Regions from separate parts of the Gossypium hirsutum genome. Here region 2 is linked to region 1. Evidence: chromatin contacts called from public Hi-C data. All regions are on one chromosome and are shown on one strand. Each heading gives the region's core, a stretch centred on a gene start, on an enhancer-like site or on the middle of the called end of the contact. The rest is flanking DNA. Distances are from core to core; before and after follow the strand shown. Region 1 holds the start of LOC107895571 (bifunctional nuclease 2). Region 2 has its middle 20 kb from the start of LOC107895600.

Region 1 (5,379 bases), core at 1,295-3,794:
TTATATGGATTAAAACAATCTGGACGTATGTGGTATAATCGTCTTAGTGAATACTTGTTAAAAGAAGGTTACAAAAATAATCCAATTTGTGCATGTGTCTTTATAAAAAGGTTTGGATCAAATTTTGTGATAATTCTTGTTTATATTGATCTAAATATTATTGGAACTCCTGAAAAGCTTCAAAATACAATAAATTGTTTAAAGAAAGAATTTGAGATGAAAGATCTTGGAAAAACAAAGTTTTTTCTTGGCTTACAAATCGAGCATTTAAGAGATGGAATTCATGTTCATCAATCAACTTATACAGAAAAGAAATTAAAGAAATTTTATATGGATAAAGTACAACCATTGAGTACTCCAATGGTTGTACAATCATTAGATGTGAATAAAGATAAATTTTGTCGTTGCGAGAATGATGAAAAGTTTCTTGGTCCTAAAGTACCATATCTAAGTGTCATAAGGGCATTGATGTATCGTGCAAACAACACAAGACCTAATATAACTTTCACTATAAACTTGTTACCAAGATTTAGTTCTTCTCTAACACGTAGACATTGAAATGTAATTAGACATATATTTAAATATCTCAGAGGGACCATTGATATGGAGTTATTTTATTCAAATAATTCAAAATCCCTATTAGTCGGCTATGCTAATGCTAGATACTTATCAGATCCACATAAATGTCGATCTCAAATAGGATATTTATTTACATGTGGGGGTGCCATATCATGGCGTTCAACAAAGCAAACATTACCTGCAACTTTTTCAAATCATGCAGAAATAACTGCAATGCATGAGGCAAGTCGAGAGTGTGTTTGGCTAAGGTTATTGACCCAACATATCTAGAAGATATGTAATTTGCCTTTACAGGAAAAGATGTCAACTATCTTATGTGAAGATAATGCAGCATGTGTAGCTCAATTGAAGGGTGGTTACATCAAAGGTGACAGGATGAAAAATATTTCACCAAAATTATTCTTCGCCCATGATCTTGAGAAAATAGGTGATATAAATGTTCAATAAATTCGTTCTAGTGATAATTTAGTAGATCTTTTTAGTAAGGTATTGCCAACTTCAACATTTAAAAGATTACTACACAATATTGGAATGCGTCAATCAAAGATGTAATGTAATGTTTCCATTAGAGGGAGTTTAAAACAAGTTGTACTCTTTTCCTTTAACCAAAGTTTTGCCCCATTGGGTTTTTTCTGGTAAATGTTTTTAATGAGGCAGCTTGTAATAGAAGATTGCTTACTCTTTTTCCTTCATTAGATTTTTATCGCACAAAGTTTTTCCTAATAATGTTTTAACGAGGCACATTATCTAACAATGAACATCCAATACGGAGTGTTATGAATATCTTATTAAGTGGATGTCCATCATGATCAAGATAAAGTTTTGACGTACTTTAAATTCTAATATTTATTAGAATTGGATTTCTACTTCTTTTATACTTCTTATACCTATAAATAGAGACTGTTGAAGCATTGTAATCATTCCATTGATCAATAAAATACATTATCTATTGCTTCCTATTTTTTTTATTTTGTTCTTTAATCTCTTTATCTCTCTTTATTTTATAGCAATTTTTTTTTATTTGTTTATTTTTTGGCACCCATGTTTTAGCCAAACAAATAAAATTATTGGTTATTTATTTTTTATTACTTGATAAACGTTCATATAGCATCAATATAAAATTATTGGTTATTTGTTTGATTTTTTAGTACCCATATTTGTTTATTTTTTTGTAAATTTTTTTATACTTGTAAAATTGAACAAATAATAAGTATTGAAAAATATTAAACAAATAAATTATAATTATAAAAAATAAATTTACCTTTAAAAAAATTGTTGGTGCCTCTTCTCAAAATCCTAACCTAACCAAAATAAAACTACAAAAATAACATTTTAACTTTTTAAAACCCTTATTCCCTTCTCTTCTCTACGGCTTCTTCCCTTCTTCTCCTTAATTTTTTTTTCAATTAAGGGGACCATGACTCTTTTATAAAGAAAACATTTTTAGTTCAGGTCGTCTCTCCGGTGCAAAGCGGTGCCACTTATTATGATGCCTCCACCGGTGCTGCTTGTCAGGTCCCCTTCACCCTTAAAAAAATTAATTTTCTTTTTGCATAATAGACTAATGACTGGGGTCAAAAAGCAAGGGTGGTGCCGCCTCTTCACCACCCACGCCATACCATTTTCGTAAATAATAGGATTAGGATACTATTTTGGTAATTTTTTATTATTTTTATATTATACAAGAAAAAAAGCCTAGATTTAATAAAAAAATTATTTTTTATATAAAGATACCATGTGGAACTTTGTGATTAACTATAAGATAATTTTTTAACATTAGTCAAAAAATGGACTAAAAAATATAATGAAGACATTCTTTAGATACTAAATTGGGACAAAAAATATTTAAGTACTAAAGTAAAAAAATAGTTATACTTCAATGGCCAAATCTTAAATTAAACCTTTCTCCAGTAACGTAACACTTGACGCTATATGTTATAAATACCAACTTCCTTTATTTTCCCGTCAAACATAAAGGAAAAAGAAAAAGAAAGAAAATCTCCTAATCGAAGAAATTTCTTTTCTCAGTATCCTATCGCTATCTCTCCACGTTTCCCACATAATGCTTGGTGCTCAGCTTTACGTCCGTACAATCGCCACTGTTTCGATTTCCTCCGACCGATACACTGCTGCTTCTCCTTATCCAACCGCTTCTTCCTCCTGCCTCCGCTCCTCCTCCTTGTGTTCGCATTTTACGACGAAACGCCGCCGTCCTTCTCCTAAACCCGTTGTTGTTTCTTGCCACTCCGCCCATGGTAGCTTCCGCCCCCAATCTAGTAATGGTGACAATCGAGATCACCAGTTTCTCGAAGCTTCTCTTCTCGTCTCAGGTTTACGAGTGCCTCCCGTTTATCTTTCAATTTCCATTGATTTTTTTTTCTTGGAGATAATTTGGAGTTTTGATTCGTTTTGGAGGTGCAGAAACTATTTTACACTACCGGATGTGGAGGCATGGATTTCAACAGGACGTAAAAGGAGTGTTTCCCATGTCCAGAGCTAAAATTACTTCAATAGGACAGGCCTTTCTCAGTCGCTTTCCCAGTCCAACTATTTTTCTTAAGATTCCTTGTGATGGGGAGTTCTTGCTACCCATTGTTGTAGGTATAATAATAATTATCATTAATAAATAAAAAATTCTACCCTATTCTTATTTACTACAATTAGTTATCGTTGTTGGTTGGATCTATTTTCTTACTAATTCTAATTAATCTAATGTTGCAGGGGAATTCTCTGTGGAAAAACTCATAGCTGCCTTTTGGGGAGATAATAAAGGGGTAACTTACTAATCTGTTACTTTTATTTTAAGATGTTATTGACGACTCATTGTATATAAACTTCTGGACATTTTGTTATTTTTTTTTTCAGGATACCCCTGATCAGTTTCAGCTTGTTAATAATGTTGTGGAGAAGCTTGGATATGAAGTATGGATTTCGTTTTTTTTCTCCTGTATCATTAATACCTGTTGAAATCTTTGTAGCTTTTATCAGTCGCTTGCTGAGTTGCTTTAGTTGTTTCTTTACATCGCATGTCTATTGAAGAACACTCTCGAGTGTTGAACATGGAGGGAGATAAGTAACAAAAATTTGTAAAATAAGAAAGGGGATAACAAAGCCCAATATACCCTAAACCCTAACTTGTTTTTACTCTTACGGAGTTACTAGCTTTAACCTAGGAAAACTTGACACTTTGTTGTGTAAGCATCTCTTTTCATTGATTTTTACATGTCTTCATTTCAGGTTAAAATGGTGAGAATTACAGAAAGAGTCGTCAATACTTACTTTGCGAAATTGTATTTTAGCAAGGTGATTATCTTGTGTGTATATGTATATTTCCTTGGTGTGATACAGGAACCTGATTCATTTATTATTCTTATGTTTACAGCCAGGGGAAAATGATGTCATAATTGTGGATGCACGACCCTCAGATGCCATAAATGTGGCTAACAGATGCAAGGTGCGTATGGGAATATTATTCATAAAGCAATTACCATGAAATATGAGAGGGAATTGCTTGCTTTCTAGTCTTACACCGTTTCCCTGTCTTGACTTGCACCAGTATAAAGTCTCAACAAGACTGCCTTATTTAGTTTGAGTAGGTTGGTCAGTATTAAGTATGGCCTTTTACATATGTAAGTGGTTGCATTTGCATTTTTTGTACATATGCTGATAATTCCAGAACTGTGGTCAGATAGTCCAGTATTTCCAATTTGCAATCTGCCTCTCTCATTCCAATGACAAACGGCTCTTTCAAGGTTCAATCCAAAGCTTCTAATCTGTTTTTCCTGTATGCAGGCTCCAATATATGTGAACAAACAAATTGTCTTGGCAGATGCTATTAGAATTGGCTACGGGATGGGCCGAGTGCTTGACAAAAAGTCTACTTATGATGTATCTCTTGACAGGTATATTGCTTATTCTGGCTGTGTTGTCTTCTCTTCTAATTGTGTGGCACATAGTGACTCTAAGCATGGTTATATATTTTCAGTGCTGCAGATGGTCCTGATTTTCTATTAGAGGAGCTGGATCTGGTGAGGAATATGGATTTAGCTGTCAAAGAAGAAAGATACACTGATGCAGGTAATAATAATAAAATACCATCTTCTGACCAAAAAACACTCCAAAAGGCAAAAAAGAGAGAATATTCTGTTTCTATCAATTATAAATTTATTAAATGAAGTAGTCACAATGCTATTTTTTTTTCATTCCTTTGTTTTGACATACTGAAGCTCTTGCTTACTAACAGTAGATAAAATTATATTTATTTAATTTCTTGCAGCAAAGTTAAGAGAGAAATTAATGAAGCTACGCGATTATGGCCAGTAACTGTTTACTGATGTATCCACGGTTGTGCACTCGTTGGTGGTGGTTGGCTTGCTTGTGATCGAATTCTTTTTGCGTTTTTATGTTGTTAGTTCTGGTGTTTCAGTTCATGCTCGAAATGCTGTAGTTTGTAGAGCTTCAGGAAGGTGCGAGGCCTGAGACTCATTACTCTGAGAGTGGAACCTTCACTGTTCTAGTTAAGCCTGAGGAGTCATTCCTGGAAGTGGAATGGATGCATAATCATGTTTTACAAACTGTAGTAAATAATGTACATATTCAATTTAGAAATGTTGCCTATAAGATTAGGGGTAACTAGGATAGTGCATGTCCATGATCACGAAGGTTATAAATATTCTAATTACACATGGAGCTGCCTACCATTGACTTTCTTTGTACTTTTTGATTTTATGATGTATAGTAGAAAAGGATATTATGTTTTTCACCATATGTAAATATCCGCCTGTGTTGGCAATGGCGTCC
Region 2 (4,836 bases), core at 222-2,721, 45 kb before region 1:
GAGCACAATTATTGAGGAGGATATTGACTTCGTTAAGTCTTACTATGAAATGCCAGATGAAGAGGTTGCACCAGAAAAGATATCCCCTTGGCTGCTTCGAATAGAGTTGAATCGTGAGATGATGGTCGATAAGAAATTGAGTATGGCTGACATAGCTGAGAAGATCAACCTGGAATTTGATGATGATTTGACTTGCATATTTAATGATGATAATGCAGAGAAGTTGATCCTACGTATCCGCATCATGAATGATGAAGCCCCGAAGGGTGAATTGAATGATGAGTCTGCTGAGGATGATGTGTTCTTGAAGAAGATTGAGAGTAACATGCTGACAGAAATGGCCCTTCGAGGTATCCCAGACATCAACAAGGTGTTCATTAAACATAGTAAAGCAAGCAAATTTGATGAGGCTGATGGGTATAAGACTGGGGAGGAGTGGATGCTGGATACAGAAGGTGTCAATCTCTTGGCTGTCATGTGCCATGAAGATGTTGATGCAAGGAGAACAACAAGCAATCACTTGATTGAAGTTATTGAAGTTCTTGGAATCGAAGCAGTTCGCCGGTCCTTGTTGGATGAATTGCGGGTTGTGATATCGTTTGATGGGTCTTATGTGAATTATCGGCATCTAGCTATCCTTTGTGATACAATGACCTATCGTGGTCACTTGATGGCCATCACCCGTCATGGCATCAACCGTAATGATACAGGACCTATGATGAGGTGCTCATTTGAAGAAACTGTTGATATTCTCCTTGATGCTGCTGTTTATGCTGAGTCGGATTATTTGAGGGGTGTAACAGAGAATATAATGTTGGGCCAGCTTGCACCAATTGGCACAGGAGACTGTGCCTTGTATCTCAATGATGAGATGTTGAAGAATGCCATTGAACTTCAGCTACCTAGTTACATGGAAGGTCTGGAATTTGGCATGACACCTGCTCGTTCTCCAGTGTCAGGAACTCCTTATCATGAAGGCATGATGTCTCCAAGTTACTTGCTGAGCCCAAATCTTCGTCTCTCACCCATTTCAGATGCACAGTTCTCACCTTATGTTGGTGGAATGGCATTCTCTCCTACGTCATCCCCTGGTTACAGCCCATCATCTCCTGGATACAGTCCGTCATCACCTGGTTACAGTCCTACCTCTCCTGGTTACAGTCCTACATCTCCTGGGTACAGTCCCACCTCTCCTGGTTACAGCCCCACATCACCTACTTACAGTCCTAGCTCACCAGGATACAGTCCGACAAGTCCAGCCTACTCTCCTACCAGCCCCTCATATTCTCCAACCTCACCAAGCTATAGCCCTACCTCTCCAAGTTACAGCCCTACATCTCCAAGTTACAGTCCTACTTCTCCAAGTTACAGTCCCAGATCCCCCAGCTATAGTCCCACTTCACCCAGCTACAGCCCCACTTCACCCGTATATAGCCCTACCTCACCAGCATATAGCCCCACTTCACCTGCATACAGCCCCACTTCTCCATCATACAGCCCTACATCTCCATCGTACAGCCCGACATCTCCTTCGTACAGCCCTACTTCACCGTCCTATAGCCCCACATCTCCTTCATATAGCCCTACTTCACCTGCTTATAGCCCCACATCTCCTGGGTACAGTCCAACCTCACCAAGTTACAGTCCCACATCACCAAGCTATAGCCCTACCTCTCCAAGTTACAACCCGCAGTCAGCCAAGTACAGTCCGTCTCTGGCATACTCACCAAGTAGTCCAAGGTTGTCTCCTTCCAGTCCTTACAGTCCAACTTCACCTAATTACAGGTAAGTCATGGTAGACTAAGATTGCTTCTTTGTTTTGTTTGTTGCTGCTGGCGCTCGGGTGGTGTGACTGTTGTAGTATATTCCCGGTTCTCCTTGGTTTTAAGGAATATATATATATATATGATCGCTTATATTTTTGCGTGCGACTTTGTTGTTGATTCAATTAAGTTCTCTCTTCTATATTGCAGTCCAACATCACCATCATACTCACCGACTTCTCCATCTTATTCCCCTTCAAGCCCAACATACAGTCCTAGCAGGTGACTTTTCATCTTTTTCTATGTAATTGAATAGGTGAACTTTGGAAGTTTTAAACGAGATATGTCTGCGGTTGTGATATTTTCAGATTAAAGCAAATGGTTATTACAGACTTCTATTACCAAATTTGTTCTAATGCCTTTTGACAGACTGTTTTTTGTTTTATTTTCTGAAACCAGCCCATACAACTCTGGAGTGAGCCCAGACTACAGTCCAAGCTCGCCACAGTACAGGTAAGCAGACGGAGTGTTAAATTTAAAATTTGATCTCTTTTGTTGCTGTTGATTTATGATGTTGTGTGCAGTCCAAGTGCTGGGTATTCTCCTAGTGCCCCTGGATATTCACCGACATCAACTAGTCAGTACACTCCAAGCAATAAGGATGGTAGAAGCAATAAGGATGACAGGAGTAAACGATAAGGCATGCAATATTTGAAAAATGCTGGAGAAGGCGGCAAGGTTGATTTGATCTTATAACTTTACAATTGTTGCAGTTTCTAAAATTGCAGTAAAATGATTTAGCTAACACATCTATTTATCTAATATAAATGTAATATCTAAGTGGTCCATTCAAGAATAGGTTTCAGCATGTAAATAATGTGAGTGATGAATGCATATCTGACTGGAATTCAGTTTTGTGGAGTCTGCAGTTCCAGTGAGGTTGGTTGGTGGAATGAGGCTAAAAGATGGTTGTAATTAGGGAAGGGACAGTACCTCTGTGTTTTATTGTGACAAAGTTGTTGAATGAAGGGGAGCGAGTAATTATCTCTTTAAGTTAAAATGCCTGTTGTGGAACAATCAGGAAGCCTTATGTTGTGCCCTCAAAAACCCAAAAAAAAGCCTTATGTTGTATCTGTTAGACATGCTATATATGCCATTTCCAGTTGTTCCCATGTAATGGAATGGTATGGGTGAGATTGTGAAGAGATTGTGAAACAATCAACCTTGTGTGATATTGTTGTATCTTTCAGTAGACTATGAAATATAATTGAAAAGGCCATCAAGGATATTTTTTATATTTTCTATTTTATTCTTTTTCTTCGTTTGTAGTAGCTGTATATAATATGCGTGTTCTTGACAATGATTTTTTGGTGAACTACCAATCGGAGGTGGTGTGTTTTTATTTTGGTTATATTTTCTTCTTCACTTTCATCGTGGTTTGCTAAATTTTAATTTGCAGGTGTGATTATTTGAAATATAAAAAACTTTACATGAGTAAAATGGTGTTGCAATGACAATTGGACTAACATTTTTATATCTGAAAGTCGTTAATACAGAGTACAAAAATTTGGAACATAATTTAAAAATTGTTTCTTCATCATTTTATCTTTAGTTAGATATTTAGTTTAATTTTTTAATAACAAATTATAAAAAATACATAAAAAAGCTCAAGAAAATTTAATTTTACTTAAAACGATTAAAAAAATTTAAAATATTAATAAACTATAAAAATAAAAAAAGTGCATAAAAGATATTAAAAATATGCTTTTTATTATGAAATAAAAGAATAAAGTAAAAATAAGATAAATTGGAGCAAAATAGGAGTGCATATTTTATTGATTAATAATATTTTACAATGTTTCTCTAAAGTTTATATTTATAAACAAAAGAAACATAAATGAAATAGAATTCTACTTTTAATAATTATTAGAGTCGTAATGTACATTGAACTTATCCTGACATTGATGGACATCTACTTAATAATAAAATATTCATAACATTATATTTCCATTGGTAGATAACGCGTCTTATTAAAACTTTTTTAAGATAAAAACTTCGTGGGAAAAAAATATCCTAGTAAAGGAAAAAGACTACAAATATCTATAGTAGACCTAATATACTGTCTCATTAAAAACTATACTAGGAAAATTTAGTGGGACAAAACCTCGATTAGGAGAAAAATAGTACAACGCATATTTGCTCCCCTTTATGAAAATATCACATAATATCTCATCTTCTACGTATTCCAATCTTGAATAGTAATTTTGCGAATTATTACTTGAATAAAGTTGATGAATAATTATATCATCATTTTCTGGAAGTCATGAGTGAAAAAGAATTTTTAGGAAAATATATTTTGATCTCTTCAGGAGTTCCAATAATAAGCATGTCAAACTTTGATCATGATCATTCTACACTCATATATATTCAAATCAATTCATATAAATATTTACACAACTGTATTAAACAGTTTTCTGAAAATTCTGTATGCTTTCAACATTCTAAATCCTTTAATGATTTTAATATAAACTTCCATTATATAGTGATACATATGAAAGCCTATAACAACAATGATTAGACATATATCAAATCTTTTGTAAATTGCCAGACTAATATAAAAGTTATTGCATCTACCACAAAATAATATCTTTTCAATGTTAGGACTTTAGTGAAAAACTTTATTTTTCTTATTTCATTTTTGCAAAACTACTTCTAGTCTAGAAACTTCACAAATTTAATTATACTGGAATGATGTCTTTCCATTTTAACGAAGATTTCTATGTCTATATTTCTCGATAGATTTATTCAAAATTCTCATTTTCTTTCATTATCTCAATAATGTTATTGCATACAAAGCTGTTCTTGACAACTTTTCTATTTTAGGGTTTCATATTTTCTCGTATTGACATAACTTATTGAGATTTCTTTATTTTCATCATTTTCATATCCATGTATCTGAATCTCTTCTGAAGTTTGAATAATTAATTATGTCTTAGGTTTCTTTAGGAACACTTGTTTCCACTATTTGACCATCTTGATTTATTATTTTCTTTTACTATAATTTTCATGTTTT

The links. A called contact is a pair of places that touch in the nucleus more often than the background predicts.
Region 2: a Hi-C map of leaf shows a contact between it and region 1, with 2.2 times the contacts expected there. The contact joins the enhancer-like site here to the promoter of LOC107895571 in region 1. A contact is called at or near these places in 10 of 34 Hi-C or Micro-C datasets (fibers, hypocotyl, leaf and 1 more).

Annotation. Positions count from the first base shown.
Region 1 is chrA11:24,001,746-24,007,124 of Gossypium_hirsutum_v2.1, reverse strand. It overlaps LOC107895571 (bifunctional nuclease 2), which reads left to right and starts at 2,544. Exons shown (of 9, transcript XM_016820837.2): 1 at 2,544-2,909; 2 at 3,001-3,180; 3 at 3,301-3,353; 4 at 3,445-3,501; 5 at 3,817-3,882; 6 at 3,962-4,033; 7 at 4,372-4,481; 8 at 4,565-4,656; 9 at 4,856-5,341. The coding sequence starts at 2,642. The coding sequence ends at 4,902.
Region 2 is chrA11:24,046,561-24,051,396 of Gossypium_hirsutum_v2.1, reverse strand. It overlaps the pseudogene LOC107895585. Among protein-coding and RNA genes, the nearest start is that of LOC107895600, 20 kb to the left of the region's middle. Within about 2 kb of position 1,471, at least 2 of the 9 cell types and tissues checked have an H3K27ac peak or open chromatin away from gene starts, as enhancers often do. A contact at or near this core is called in hypocotyl and leaf, where this site is marked.